Linked DNA regions of Rattus norvegicus: all the other regions are linked to region 3. The links are chromatin contacts, called in public Hi-C maps. All regions are on one chromosome and are shown on one strand. Each heading gives the region's core, a stretch centred on a gene start, on an enhancer-like site or on the middle of the called end of the contact. The rest is flanking DNA. Distances are from core to core; before and after follow the strand shown.

The links. A called contact is a pair of places that touch in the nucleus more often than the background predicts.
Region 1: a contact with region 3 is called in a Hi-C map of liver, with 3 times the contacts expected there. The contact joins the promoter of Cenpt here to the promoter of C19h16orf86 in region 3. A contact is called at or near these places in 2 of 12 Hi-C or Micro-C datasets (hepatocytes and liver) and 1 of 1 datasets of contacts at active chromatin or transcription factors (oligodendrocytes).
Region 2: a Hi-C map of hepatocytes shows a contact between it and region 3, with 2.4 times the contacts expected there. The contact joins the promoter of Nrn1l here to the promoter of C19h16orf86 in region 3. A contact is called at or near these places in 3 of 12 Hi-C or Micro-C datasets (Schwann cells, hepatocytes and liver).
Region 4: a contact with region 3 is called in a Hi-C map of kidney, with 6 times the contacts expected there. The contact joins the promoter of Psmb10 here to the promoter of C19h16orf86 in region 3. A contact is called at or near these places in 9 of 12 Hi-C or Micro-C datasets (the A7r5 cell line, the Rat2 cell line, Schwann cells and 5 more) and 1 of 1 datasets of contacts at active chromatin or transcription factors (oligodendrocytes).

Annotation. Positions count from the first base shown.
Region 1 is chr19:50,649,594-50,652,517 of GRCr8, forward strand. Cenpt (centromere protein T) reads right to left here and starts at 1,394. Exons shown (of 13, transcript NM_001024257.1): 1 at 1,275-1,394. The coding sequence starts at 1,387.
Region 2 is chr19:50,694,761-50,697,976 of GRCr8, forward strand. Nrn1l (neuritin 1-like) reads left to right here and starts at 1,521. Exons shown (of 3, transcript NM_001135006.1): 1 at 1,521-1,618; 2 at 2,321-2,435; 3 at 2,575-2,981. The coding sequence starts at 1,531. The coding sequence ends at 2,860. Edc4 (enhancer of mRNA decapping 4) reads left to right here. Exons shown (of 29, transcript NM_001033068.3): 28 at 210-373; 29 at 621-1,156. The coding sequence ends at 813.
Region 3 is chr19:50,504,999-50,507,872 of GRCr8, forward strand. C19h16orf86 (similar to human chromosome 16 open reading frame 86) reads left to right here and starts at 1,507. Exons shown (of 4, transcript NM_001109129.1): 1 at 1,507-1,732; 2 at 1,971-2,188; 3 at 2,585-2,766; 4 at 2,840-2,874. The coding sequence starts at 1,649. It overlaps Enkd1 (enkurin domain containing 1), which reads right to left and starts at 1,418. Exons shown (of 7, transcript NM_001106180.1): 1 at 1,044-1,418; 2 at 769-963. The coding sequence starts at 1,128.
Region 4 is chr19:50,741,740-50,744,909 of GRCr8, forward strand. It overlaps Psmb10 (proteasome 20S subunit beta 10), which reads right to left and starts at 1,553. Exons shown (of 8, transcript NM_001025637.1): 1 at 1,384-1,553; 2 at 1,097-1,184; 3 at 913-1,010; 4 at 660-800; 5 at 286-401; 6 at 120-178. The coding sequence starts at 1,439. It overlaps Lcat (lecithin cholesterol acyltransferase), which reads right to left. Exons shown (of 6, transcript NM_017024.2): 6 at 2,866-3,170. The coding sequence ends at 2,880.

The DNA of each region.
Region 1 (2,924 bases), core at 144-2,643, 140 kb after region 3:
GGGGTGAGGGAAAGCCTCACAGAGGGAGGTCTAGCAGAATAGTTGAGTAGAGGTTAGTCACATAGGCTACAATTGGAAGACTATCCCATTCCGGGCATTAGAGTAACAATCCAAGTAGGAAATTTATTTTTAACCTTTCAAGTTGTCAGTGTCACATTAAGTTCCCCATGGGTCACCCCAGCCCAATTTCACCAGTCCAGTGTCTCAGAACTCTGTCAGTGTTCCCCAAGCACAGCTTATACCTCATTACTCGTAGGTCTAAAACATAGCAGGAGGGACTGGCTGGATGGCCTAGTGGTTAAAGGCACTGCCTCCAAGCCTGGTACCCTGAATTTAATGACCAGTATCCACACATTGGAAGGCAAGAATGGACTCTGAATGTTGTCCTTTGACCTACACACTGTCTCACAAACTGGTAGTAAATAAATAATGCCACATCTTGAGTGAATAAGGGTCTGGCGTTACCAACCCTCTAATCCCTAAACTATGAGGGAGGTTATGGAAGGAGGATGGTGTCTTCAAAGCCTGTTTGGGCTAGTTTCAAGCCAAGCCAAGGCAACTTTGTACGACCCTGTCTCAAATACCAAAAAGGTAGGAGATGACACTCGGTGGTCGGGTGGTGCATAATTAGCAGGCATAAGATCCTGGGATTAATCACTAGCAAGCACTTTGGAGAGAAAAAAACAAAAACCACCTTATCATGAACAAGTTTCCACTTGAGGATGGCATTCTTCCAGACTGGTAGATACTTCGGTACCTCCTGTTCACAAGCCAAGACGCTCAAAGTCAGGGCAAAGCCCTGCTCTCTAGGAAAGCATCTTTCCAGTACCTGCCTCCCGACCTCCCATGGGAGCCTCAGAGAGTAGGGCTGTATGTGTTGGGAAAGGTGAAATCATCTGGAAGTACAACCCTAGTCTGGGTTGAGTGAAACAGCGTTTAAAACAGAGCCATACCCTCTGCTTCTAGAGATCCAGCAATGTTGTGAGACTCTGGTCTCACCTGGGAGCACTCACCCTGGAGCATACATACAGCATAGCTGAGACTAATTTGATTAGGAACAGAGTCAGATCTCAGCATCTCAGACTTTACTCTGAGGCTCAGTTCTACTTTTTTTTTTTTTCTTTTTTTCGGGGCTGGGGACTGAACCCAGGGCCTTGCGCTTGCTAGGAAAGTGCTCTACCACTGAGCTAAATCCCCAACCCCCAGTTCTACTTTTCAAACGCAAACAAACACTCCCCATTCATCCTAGTTGCTCGGACAACTCCCTCACATACTTCGTCTGAGTGCTCTGGCGTCGTCTCGGAGTGTGCGAATCCGCTGTATCCAGCACGTGCCGCAAGAGCGTACGTATGGTCGGGTCGCCGTCGGGACTACTGAGATCCGCCATGTTCAGGATCCCACCCCTCCTAACTGTTCTAGCTGCAGCAAGCACCGCATTCCCGCCGCCTCTTTTGAGTGAAGTCTCGCGATGCTACCACATGGCCCCACGGGAACTGTAGTCCGACAGCTGGGGAGCCGGGTCTGACATGATCATAAATTGATTTTGGAGGCGGTCTCACGTTAACCCTGGGGAAAAGCATGGAGCCAGTTCAGAACAGATGGTTTCCTCATTAAAAAAAAAAAAAAAAAAAAAAAAAAAGTAGAGCGCTTGCCTAGCTAGCGCAAGGCCCTGGGTTCGGTCCCCAGCTCCGAAAAAAAAAAAAAAAAAGTTAAGGGTTATAATAATCTTAAAGAACCAGAGGTCTAGAACATGGCTCAGCTGTAAGGTCTACTTGCTGCTCCTGCATTGGACCTGAACCCTTATGCGAAGCTCACAACTGTCAGAAACACCAATGCCAGGGCATCTGATGCTCTCTGGTCTCTTCAGACACCAGGCATTCATGTAGGGTCAAACTCTTCTAGGCATCCCTCTTGCCTTCATCACATGAATCCTCCCGTTGCAAATGTAGGCCATGGCTACATTTTGATAATCCCACCCGCAAGCACACTCGCACTCACAAGCGCCGGTACTTTTTGTTTTTGAAACAGCGTCGTAGGTAGCCCAAGCTGACCTCAAAATCCCTACACAGTCTAAGATGACCTTGAACTCCTAAACCTGCTTCTACTCTGTTTGCTTGGATTACAGTGTTTTCTTTTCTTTCTTTCTTTTTTATTTTTCTTTCTTCCTTTTTTTTTTTTTTTTTTTTTTTTTTAGTATAGAGTAGAGTTTATTTGGGGCATGGGAAGGGGAGTTGACGGAGTAGAGACAGAGAAAGTGTAGAGGAGTAGAGGCTGGCTATGAGCACGTGGAGGGAGGGGGAGGGGAGAAAAGGGGAGGGTAAAGAGCAAGAGCAGGAGAGATCGAGAGTACAGTTGTTTTCTATCACACCCAGTTTAAATTATTATTTTCTTTAGAGGTCTTGGGTTGTTTTGTTTTGTTTTTTTAATTTGTTTTGAGACAGGTTTTATGACGTCCAGACTTAACTGTGCAGCTGATGATGATCTTGAACTTCTGATTCTCTAGCTTCCAACGGCGTTGTAACACCAGGCACCATTTCTGCAGCACTAGCAATCAATCCTAGAGCTTCCTGCATGCTCCACAAGCAACTGAACTCACTCTACCACCTGAATTACTCACCAGTTAGATTTGATCTCTTGCTATCTAAATTTACTAGGTCTTTGTGGATAAAATGTCATGGCCACTAGCAATTACCTAAATTGAATTTGAGATTTATTTTAGCCTGGAAGGGTGATGTATGTCATTAATCCCAGCACTCTGCCACCTGAGGACAGCCTGGTCCACATAGTGAGTTCCAAACCAGCCAGGGGTACAAAGTCAGACACTACCTCAAACAAACACTTAAGCAAACAAACTTCATATTTACTATATCCCTCTTTTTGAGATCAGCTACATAGCCTGGCTGGCCTGGGATTTACCATATACA
Region 2 (3,216 bases), core at 271-2,770, 190 kb after region 3:
TCTTCTACCTTAACCCACTTTTTCTGAGGAAAACTTTGTAATCTGATTTTCTAAAGTAGCCATACAGCCCCATCAGAGTTTCTGAACATCACTTCTGGAACTCAGAATCCAACTTTGGTCTTCTGGCCATAGGCCATACACCTCAGATAAGAAAGCATTCCACCCTCGTATTAGGTATAAATTAGCATCCTGTCTTGTTCTACTCCCAGGCTCTGACTGCTGCTGATCTCAACCTGGTGCTGTATGTGTGTGAAACTGTGGACCCAGCCCAGGTTTTTGGGCAGCCGCCCTGTCCACTGTCCCAGCCCGTTCTCCTTTCCCTAATCCAGCAGCTAGCATCTGACCTTGGAACTAGAAGTGACCTCAAGCTCAGGTGAGTGGGGCAGTCAGTCAGGGACCAGAAGATGAGCCTAGAGGTAGGGATAGATAACAAACAGTTCATAGCAGACAACTCACTCTTACCTGCTCCCAGCCCTAATTTTTCTACCTATATTCTCCACCAGTTCCCATATGAGGCTTAGAAAGTTTCTTTTTCATTATTCCTCTGGGCTTTAGTGCCACCAGGGGGCACTCCTTTCTGCTGGCATCCAGCTATAGCCTGCCTTTTCCCCTATCCCCAGCTACTTGGAAGAGGCTGTGATGCACCTGGACCACAGCGATCCCATCACTCGAGACCACATGGGCTCTGTCATGGCTCAGGTGCGCCAGAAGCTCTTCCAGTTCCTGCAGGCTGATCCACACAACTCACTTGGCAAAGCTGCCCGCCGCCTCAGCCTAATGTTACACGGCCTTGTGACCCCTAGCCTCCCTTAGCCATTTAAACAGGGATGGGGTGACACTGAAGGCCAGTTGGCAGGTTTAGGTCAAGGCAGGGCCGTGTCTGCTGTTTTCCTGCTCAGGCCTTCATCTCTGGTGTTTGGAGGGAGGTAAGCAGCCGGGCACACTGGCAGTGGTCTACTGATTGTGGTAACCAGCAGGGTTAGGCTGGGCCCAGGGCAGGTATTGTGCCTTCTTGGGTCCTGCCATGCCTGAAGCATGACCCCAAGATCGTGACACCACTTGAGTTGAATTTTCCATGTTCCTTTTTACCTCTAATTTGGATCTTTTTGTTTTTGAAAAACATTGAGAAATTCAATTAAAGGCTTTTGGAATAAAAGAAAGTATGTGTGTGGTTTAGTCTGTCTCTGATGTGACTATTCTTTCCTCCCTTTGGGGAGGTATGTCTAAACCCAACCTGGGGTCCCTGGCACTCATTCTCATCTGATACACTCCCTACCCACACTTCTTCTGTCAAATTCAGGCAAAGCTCCTAGAGCCAGCTCAACATCACCTTTGCCTCCTCTCCTGGCAGTTTTACCCTCTGGGGTTCTTTCTTGCTCCTCTGCCTATTCTGGATGCTAGAGGTGGGGCTGACAGCTGGGAAGATGCTCCGCCTCCAGCTCCCATCCAATCAGAATCCCTTCCTCTGGGGGCTGGGTCCACAGGCAGCTCTCCAAGCCTCTAGCTTCTGCACTAGGCTTACAGCCAGGGATGATGTGCTACTGCTGCCACTGCCACTGGCGCCGCCGCTGTCAGCGGCTACCCTGTGCCCTGACACTGTTGCTGCTACTGCCACTCGGTGAGTGTGAGCATCCTGGGCCCAGGCTACAAACCTCAGAGGTCCTAGCCAGACTGGGTATAGGGTATGGGAGTAAAGGAGTTGGAGATCAGCTTTGAGGGCTCTAGGAAAATGTGCTAGTGGCTTCAGGAGGGAAAGTACTGTGCAAACAGCCCAGTTGTCTGGGAAGAACCTTTCAATTCTGTAGCCCCTCTTCTGGCAAAGGGAGCATGTGACCCCCTAGTAGAGCTTAGGCCATGGATCCCTGAGCGTAGAGTGACTGGCTGGCTTTGATCCCCACTCTGCCTGCTCGGCTTCAGCAGACACTGTCTTTAGAGAGGCAATGAAAGGGCCAGGTGAAGCACATGAAGACTAGGATGACTGCCTTCTGCCCATGACTTTATGCTTCTGGACCCTATACCCCTGAATCCCTGTCTTTGACCTAGAGTCTCAGGAACTAGAGAAGGAACTAAGCGCTGGGACCCAACACTCCCTTTCTGTTCCCATATCTCGCACTTCCACGTACACCACAGTCCAAATCCCACCTTGAGAGTTAAGACAAGTGATCTCCAGCTACCCTGAAGTTCCCTGGGGGCACCTCTTTCACGCTGAGTCATGTCTCCAGGGCAGTATCAGGTAAACAAGGTCCTGACAAATGGACTCTAGCTCACACTGTTAACCATTCTCCATTCCCAACCCACTCCTAATCTGTACCCCACCCAGCAGTGGCCTCTGAGGGCCCAAACCGCTGTGAGACCATATACCAAGGCTTTGCTGAATGTCTCATCCGCCTGGGGGATGGCATGGGCCGAGGAGGCGAGCTACAGACCGTCTGCAGGTACCAGCAGGTGGGAGGTAATAGGTCGGTGGGAGGCATCGACCCAATCTGTGCTTACCATTCCACCACCTCAGAGCCCCGAATCTCTTCCCAGTCCAAATCTTTGTGCTCTAACTCCCCTAACCCCATTTTGTAACAGATCCTGGAATGAATTCCACGCCTGTGCCTCTCGGGTCCTGTCAGGCTGCCCAGAGGAGGCTGCTGCAGTGTGGGAGTCACTGCAGCAAGAAGCTCGCCGTGCCCCACACCCAGATAACTTGCACATCCTCTGTGGCGCTCCTGTGAGTGTTCGGGAGCGGATTGCTGGCCCAGAGACCAACCAGGAGACACTACGGGCCACAGCTCCTGCCCTGGCTTCAGCCCCAGCCCCTGCGTTGCTCGCTGCTGCTCTGGCGCTTGCCTGCCTCCTGGGGCCTCTGGCCTAAACAGTCTGGTTGGCCAGCCAACAGTGCCCTTGCCTCCCATCACTGCATGCAGTGAGTGGCTGCCATGTGAGCTCTGCAGAATATGCACACTTTTCATTAAAGGTATTTATATTTACAACAAGTTGGTTCCTTTCTCCTGGCTGTGGCCCTCCTGGCTAAAGCAGGGACACCCCCCACCCCCCAGAAACTGATCTCAGCATGAAATGTGTGTGCCTCAGGACCTCCACAAGGGACTCAATCATCCTTACAAACATTCACTTTGTGATGGCAGCATTGAGGTTTCTTTCCATTACGCTATAGGTCCCAAGAGTATTCTGGGTCCCAAGAGCTCTGGTAGAGACCCAAGATCTGCCAGA
Region 3 (2,874 bases), core at 257-2,756:
GAGAAGCCCTGGGTTCAATCTCCAATATCACACACAAAGTTCTTAAATACAACCAAGACCTCTACATGGAAGTTGAATGCCATACACACAGCAACATTAGCAGCTTATTCCCTTACACAGAAATTGTGATTACCTTCTACATTTTATGATATCACCGAGTATATTATACATATGTCCTGTCTTGTTTATTGACTCCCTTACTTCTTTCCCCAAAATTTATTTATTTATTTATTTATTTATTATTTTTTTTTTTTGGTTCTTTTTTTTTTCGGAGCTGGGGACCGAACCCAGGGCCTTGTGCTTCCTAGGTAAGCGCTCTACCACTGAGCTAAATCCCCAGCCCCTTATTTTTTAATTCACATTATATCCCAATTGTAACCCCCACCCCAGTCCTGCCCCTGTCATATCCGGCTCCCTATTACCCCCTTCCCTTCTCTTCAGTGAAGGGGAAGCCCCCCTTGGGTGTTACCCTACCCTGGGACAACTCCCATACTTTTTAACCTTGTTTTCCTAACAACCATAGGGCTTGGCACAAAGTAGGCATTAAGGGAACTGTTCTATCAAGGTGTGAAAGCTTGAAGCTGGAGCTCTCTGCAGAAGGATGAACTCTGATCCTGCAAGAAGTATTTTGCCCTTCTTTTAGGCTAGAGAAATTAAGACCCAGAAAAACACATTAACTGAATGGGTTCAAGGCGGTTAAGAAGCACCCTATTTTAATCTCTGCTTTTGACCTATGAATGCCTCAATACCCCGTCTGCAAGGACTTACTCTTAGGAGAGACCCCTGAACCAAGGGAGATGCCCCCCAGTTGCAGCAGCACGTCCCCCACACCTCGCTGGCCACGCTCTAGGATCTCTCGGGCTCCAGGCCTGATGCGAGGGCCACGAGGAGGGCTGGAGTCCAGGTCGCGACCTGAAGTCAGCAGGTCCAGCTTCAACGCGTTTCCTTCCAGGCGTCCTTGGGCTGAAGAGCAAGACGCGGTGGAAAGCCGTGCTCAGAGGTGGGGCGGGGTACTCGCCCCGCCGCGGCACCCCGCAACTCACCCGAGGCCGGCCGCCGGTAGTAGTCCGGGCAGAGAGTAGGGTCTGGGGGGATGGGTCCAGAGATGCGGGACGGGCCCTCGCACATGATCCTACCGTAGCCCTGCAACTGTGCATCAGGACCTGTTGCGCTGTGCAAATGTCCCCTCTAATCCCTGTCGGGTGTTTCCACCCTCCACCCGAGCTCTGTAGCCCCGTGGTACCCCCCATCACTGACCCCCACCCCTCGACTACCGCTCGTTTCCTAAGCTCAGCCCGTACCACCGCCCCGCGACTAGCACACGGCCCTGAGGGGTTCGCGGCCCCTCCCCCTGCAAAGCCCCAGCGTGGACTCTCACTGCAGCAGTTTTACCGCCAACTGTAGCAAGTCGGTAGGAGTTGCTGTTGCTTGGCAACAAATGGCTTCCTGAGGTCAGGGGTCAAATGACTAAGGCGAAATGCCTTCTGGGGTTTGTAGTTCCAGATGAGGAGCGAGTCTAAGTCTCGGGTCGCAACAGGATCCTTACCTCTCAACCTGTCTCCCCTACCAACACTGAGCACCGGTCCAGCCCTGCTCTGGGCCTGCGGTCTTCTCTGAGCAACCGTCGAGGGATGCATTGATTCCTGCCATGGCCTCAGCAGGGGCCAAGAGGCAGCCAGAAGCCCAGAATGGGGCAGCAGTAGGGTTAGCCCAGGTTGCAGAGATCCCTGAGGTGACTTGGGCATTTCAAAGCTCAGGAGGAGGAGGGGTAGGGCAGAAGAGCAGGACTCTAGGTGACCCAACCTTCTAACTGCCAGGCCAAGTCCTGCAGGTAGAGGGACCTAAGATTTCCTATTCTGTGGCCAATATGTAGTTAGGAGAGGCCCCCAAACCAAGAGAGATGCCCCAGTTGCAGCAGCTTTGGGCTTTGCCTGACCATGGGCTATCAGTTACCTATGTATGTCTTCTAGTGTCCAGGAACAGAAGAGTGTCTGGTGCCAGCACACGAGACCTGCAGCACTCCAGGTGAAGACAGGTGTCCAGTAGGACACAGCTTAGAGCCAGAGCTCCAGGAGGAAGGAATAAACCTGGGAGAGGAAGGGCTCAATCCAGGGGTGGAAGCAGGAGAGGAGAGAGGACCCAAGCCTACATCATCCATCGTGAGGCCAGCTCATGGGCCCAAGAGAAAGTGAGAGGGCTTTCAAGGGGAAAGGCTGGGGAGGTGGGTCTTAGACCTGGAGATTCCTAAATCCCAATTCCTTCAAGGCAAAGAACCTTGTTTTCTTCTAATGCCCTCACCTCCAGCTCCTGTTTCTCTAGAACAGTTGGGGCGGGGGTGTGGATTTGGGGCTTCTTAGTCTTGTAGGAGACTTAGCTACCATTGAACGCTGGGCCCCTGTTGGGTTTGGAACTTCACTAAGAAATGGACAGTTAACTAGCTCTAGTGTGGCTTGGTGGACAGGCAGGGGTAAGCCCTAGGTTCAAGACACAGGAACCAAAGACTGAAGCCTACCTCTTTCAGGCCTCTTGTCCCAGGCTTGAGTACCCCAGCCCTCCCAGGGCAAAGCTACCATGCCCATCCTAGGGCAGAGGCCGAACTGCCACCAGGGCTGCTGCTACAGAAGGAGGAGCCAGAAGGCAGCCACAGTGAATCCTCGCTGTCATCTAAACAGCACAAAAAAGCCAAGAAACGCAAGAGTGTAGGGGCTCCTGTGCCCCCAGCTGTGGCCAGCGCATCTGCACCCACAGAGACCTTGGGGCTGGAGCGTGAGTGGCAATCCCTGGGCTTTTGTTTTTCCCTTTGTCTTTGAGTCTGACGTGGCACAGCCTGGTGCTCCAGCCTTTGCTGTGCCTTGGGTTCTTGCAGGAAAAGCC
Region 4 (3,170 bases), core at 303-2,802, 240 kb after region 3:
TCAGTTCCTACCCAGTAGTCACCTTTACCCCTACAAGCCTTCCTTGTTTCTATACTTGGCCAGGGTTTTTCCGGCACTCCCCGCCAGTGAGCGTGAAGTAATGGGCAGAAGTCGCTCACCGTCATGTTTGGCTGGAACCGGTCCTCCAACAGTGCCACGGCTGCATCCTGACCAGAGCCTGCAGGTGGAAAGGGGCATCTGAAGTCAGCTGCAGCTGCTGAGGTATAAACCTTGAAAGTAGGGTTGCAGGAGCAAGATTCATTTGAAAAAGGTGGAAGCGCTCACCAAGGGCAGTAAAAGGCAGACGGCTGTAGGAACCGTGTGGGTGCACGCTGTAGAGCTGCGGTCCGTTCAAATCAACCCCGCCCACGATCAATGATGCTCCCACGTGGCCTTGGTACCTGTGGAAGAGTGGGCATGGTTACTGTCAGCAGGAGCCAGACCCCGCCCATTATATTGCTTTTTGGTCTGAGTCCCACCCCTTCCTTTGGCCAGGCGGCCTACAATTGACGTCTCTTCCGGAACTCAGCTTGATGTCTTCTTCCGGTCTCCCTGCTGGTTGCATCCCGCTTTTTTTTTTTTTTCCGGTCTCACCTCCTGTCATCCCCACCCATCTGCAGATACCCCCTCTAAGGGTCGTCTTAGCCTCACTTCCTCACCGGAAGAGCGTCTGACGCAAGATACGGGTGACCGTGGCCACTCGAGGTTCACGGCCGGTGGACAGAGCATGTAGTTCCATTTTGGAAGCTGCCATCCGCGTGGTCATCTCAGTGTCCGCAGCTACTCCAGCCCCACAGCAGCTAAGGGAAAAAGGGATTATGGATGTGGACAGGAACTTGCAGGGACATAATTAGGCGTGAGCGACAGTGCAACTTATGTTTGAATATGGGGACTGGCCCGGTAGATACTGACTAGATTTTGGGGGCGATAAAGTGGATCTTCTCGCAGCTTTTATCCGCCACAACCGAATCGTTAGTAGCCCGCGTGTCCGCACCCAGGATGACTCCATCCTGCAGAGGTAGAGCCCAGCCTTAATGCCCACCTGATCTTCGCAGTGGCTGCCCTTCTAGCCCTCCAGCCCTATAACCCCGCTTACACGGAACACAAGTCCGGCGATGGTAGTCCCGGTCTTGCGTGCAAGAGGGACCCGAAGTCCCGGAAGGACGTGTTCCAAGGACGCATTCCTGGAAACATTGAGGTGGCTCTCATTTCAGTTATGAATCTAGGGAGGGTCCTTGAATCCGTCCCCGAATCCATGTCTACTTTCCTCATCTCCTGGGTTAAGCCTCTACTTGGTCACCCAACATAGGATAGGGTTCCCCCCACTCCACCAGTAAAACAAGGCACTAGCAGCTCGCGACTTGAATTCCACTTCCCCTTCACCTCTGGCAGTTCTCGAAAGAGAAGCCTCCTCTGTGTTCCACTGCCTGCTTCAGCATCTCCGGGCAGGAAGGCCAACTGAGATGCGGGGGTCTCGATGGGTGGATCAGATTTAAAAAGCAAAGTCAGAGCAGAGGCGTCTGTCGTGGCTTCTGTGGGGCTTTTCGGGTCGCTTCCTACTTTCGCTTTCACCCCCCACTTAGTTCAGAGGCTGCTTATGCTTTGTGCATCTTCTCTTTCACTTTCGCCTTTGCTTCTAGTCCCAGGTGGCTTGAGCCTGAGCCAGGCCTTCCACAGTGCGCCTTAGTCCCTCTGTCTCCATCTCATCTGACACCCCCGAGCACTGTAAGCACATGCGTATATTCAGGAAAAATACGCACACAGCCAACTCCTTAAAAATAAGTAGAAATCAAGCCTTTTGAGGCTTAACTATGTGTATGAGTGAATGTGGCATGTGCATGCCAGGGGCCCACTGAGATTGGAAGAGGGCATCAGATTCCCTGGAACTGAAGTTACAGATGGTTGTGAGTCACCATATGGGCATTGGGAACAAAACCTAGGTCCTCTCCAAGTGCAAGAAATGTTCTTAACTTCTGAGCTCTCAATCTCTCTAAAGTCCCAAATGAAACCTTCTTTAGATGAACGGTCATTCCTTCAGATCCTAAACTTTTTTTCAGCGTAGCTCAGTGTAGCCCTGTCTGTCTTGGAACAAGCTTGGTAGACAAGGTTAGCCTGGATGAAGAGATTAAAGGCATGTGTACCACCACCTGGCTCTAAACTTTTAAATTTTGTATGACTTATTTATATGTGTATTGGTGTTTTGCCTGTATGTCTGTGAGGGTGTCAGATCCCCTAAAGCTGGAGTTGCATACACTTTTGAGCGGCCATGTGGGTGCTGGTACTTGAACCATGGTCCTCTGGAAAAACAGCTTCTTTCAATGGATGCTGAGCTATCTCTCAGGCCCCTTTCATCTTTAGTGCTGAATCCAAGCTCTTACATTAACAATCCCAGCCCCAGCTGCCATATTTCAAATTCTATTTGTTTGTGTTTTTGAGACAGGGTCTCAGTGGTCCTGTCTGTCCTGGAACTATGTAGATCAGAGTAGCCTACACAGAGATCTGCCTGTCTCTGTCTCCCAAGTGCTGAGCTAAAGGCGTGCACCACCATACTCTATTTTTAAATTTCTGTATCCAACCAGAACTCAGAAGTTGGTTTCAAATCATATTTCTGTGTTCCCATTCCAACAGCTATACCCAGACCTGAATATTGGCACAGGTCCTGAGAAGGAAGGCACAGAGCAAGCTTCTTAGCAGCTCAACCAGGACAATGAAAATCTATTTACACATCTCACCCTGTCAGTCCAGTCAGAGACCTTACCAGAGCCCATTGTACCTCATGCTCCCCCAAGAGCTGGGTCAGATGATGCATGAAATCAGGCAGGTGAGGCCGCCTTCCCCTTACCCAGAACACACTGCACTTATTCATAACAGCTAAGTCTTTATTCCTTGGTGGGGGGACCTAGGCTGGCGGTTGGGGACTTAGGAGTGCCATGGCGGTAGGCACCCAGTAGGATAGCATTAATATGCTCCAGTGTCTTATTGCTGAAGACCATGTTGAGATGATCTGTCCCATTCATGGGCAGCAAGTGTACAGCCTGTGACTGGCGGCCCTGCCACTGGCCACAGAGCTCAGTGCTACGTGTGGCTACAGTGTCGTCCCCATCTTCATAGAGTGCAGCCACCGGGTCTTTGTAGGGAAAGTTGTGGTCATAGATGTAGGTGTGGGCTGT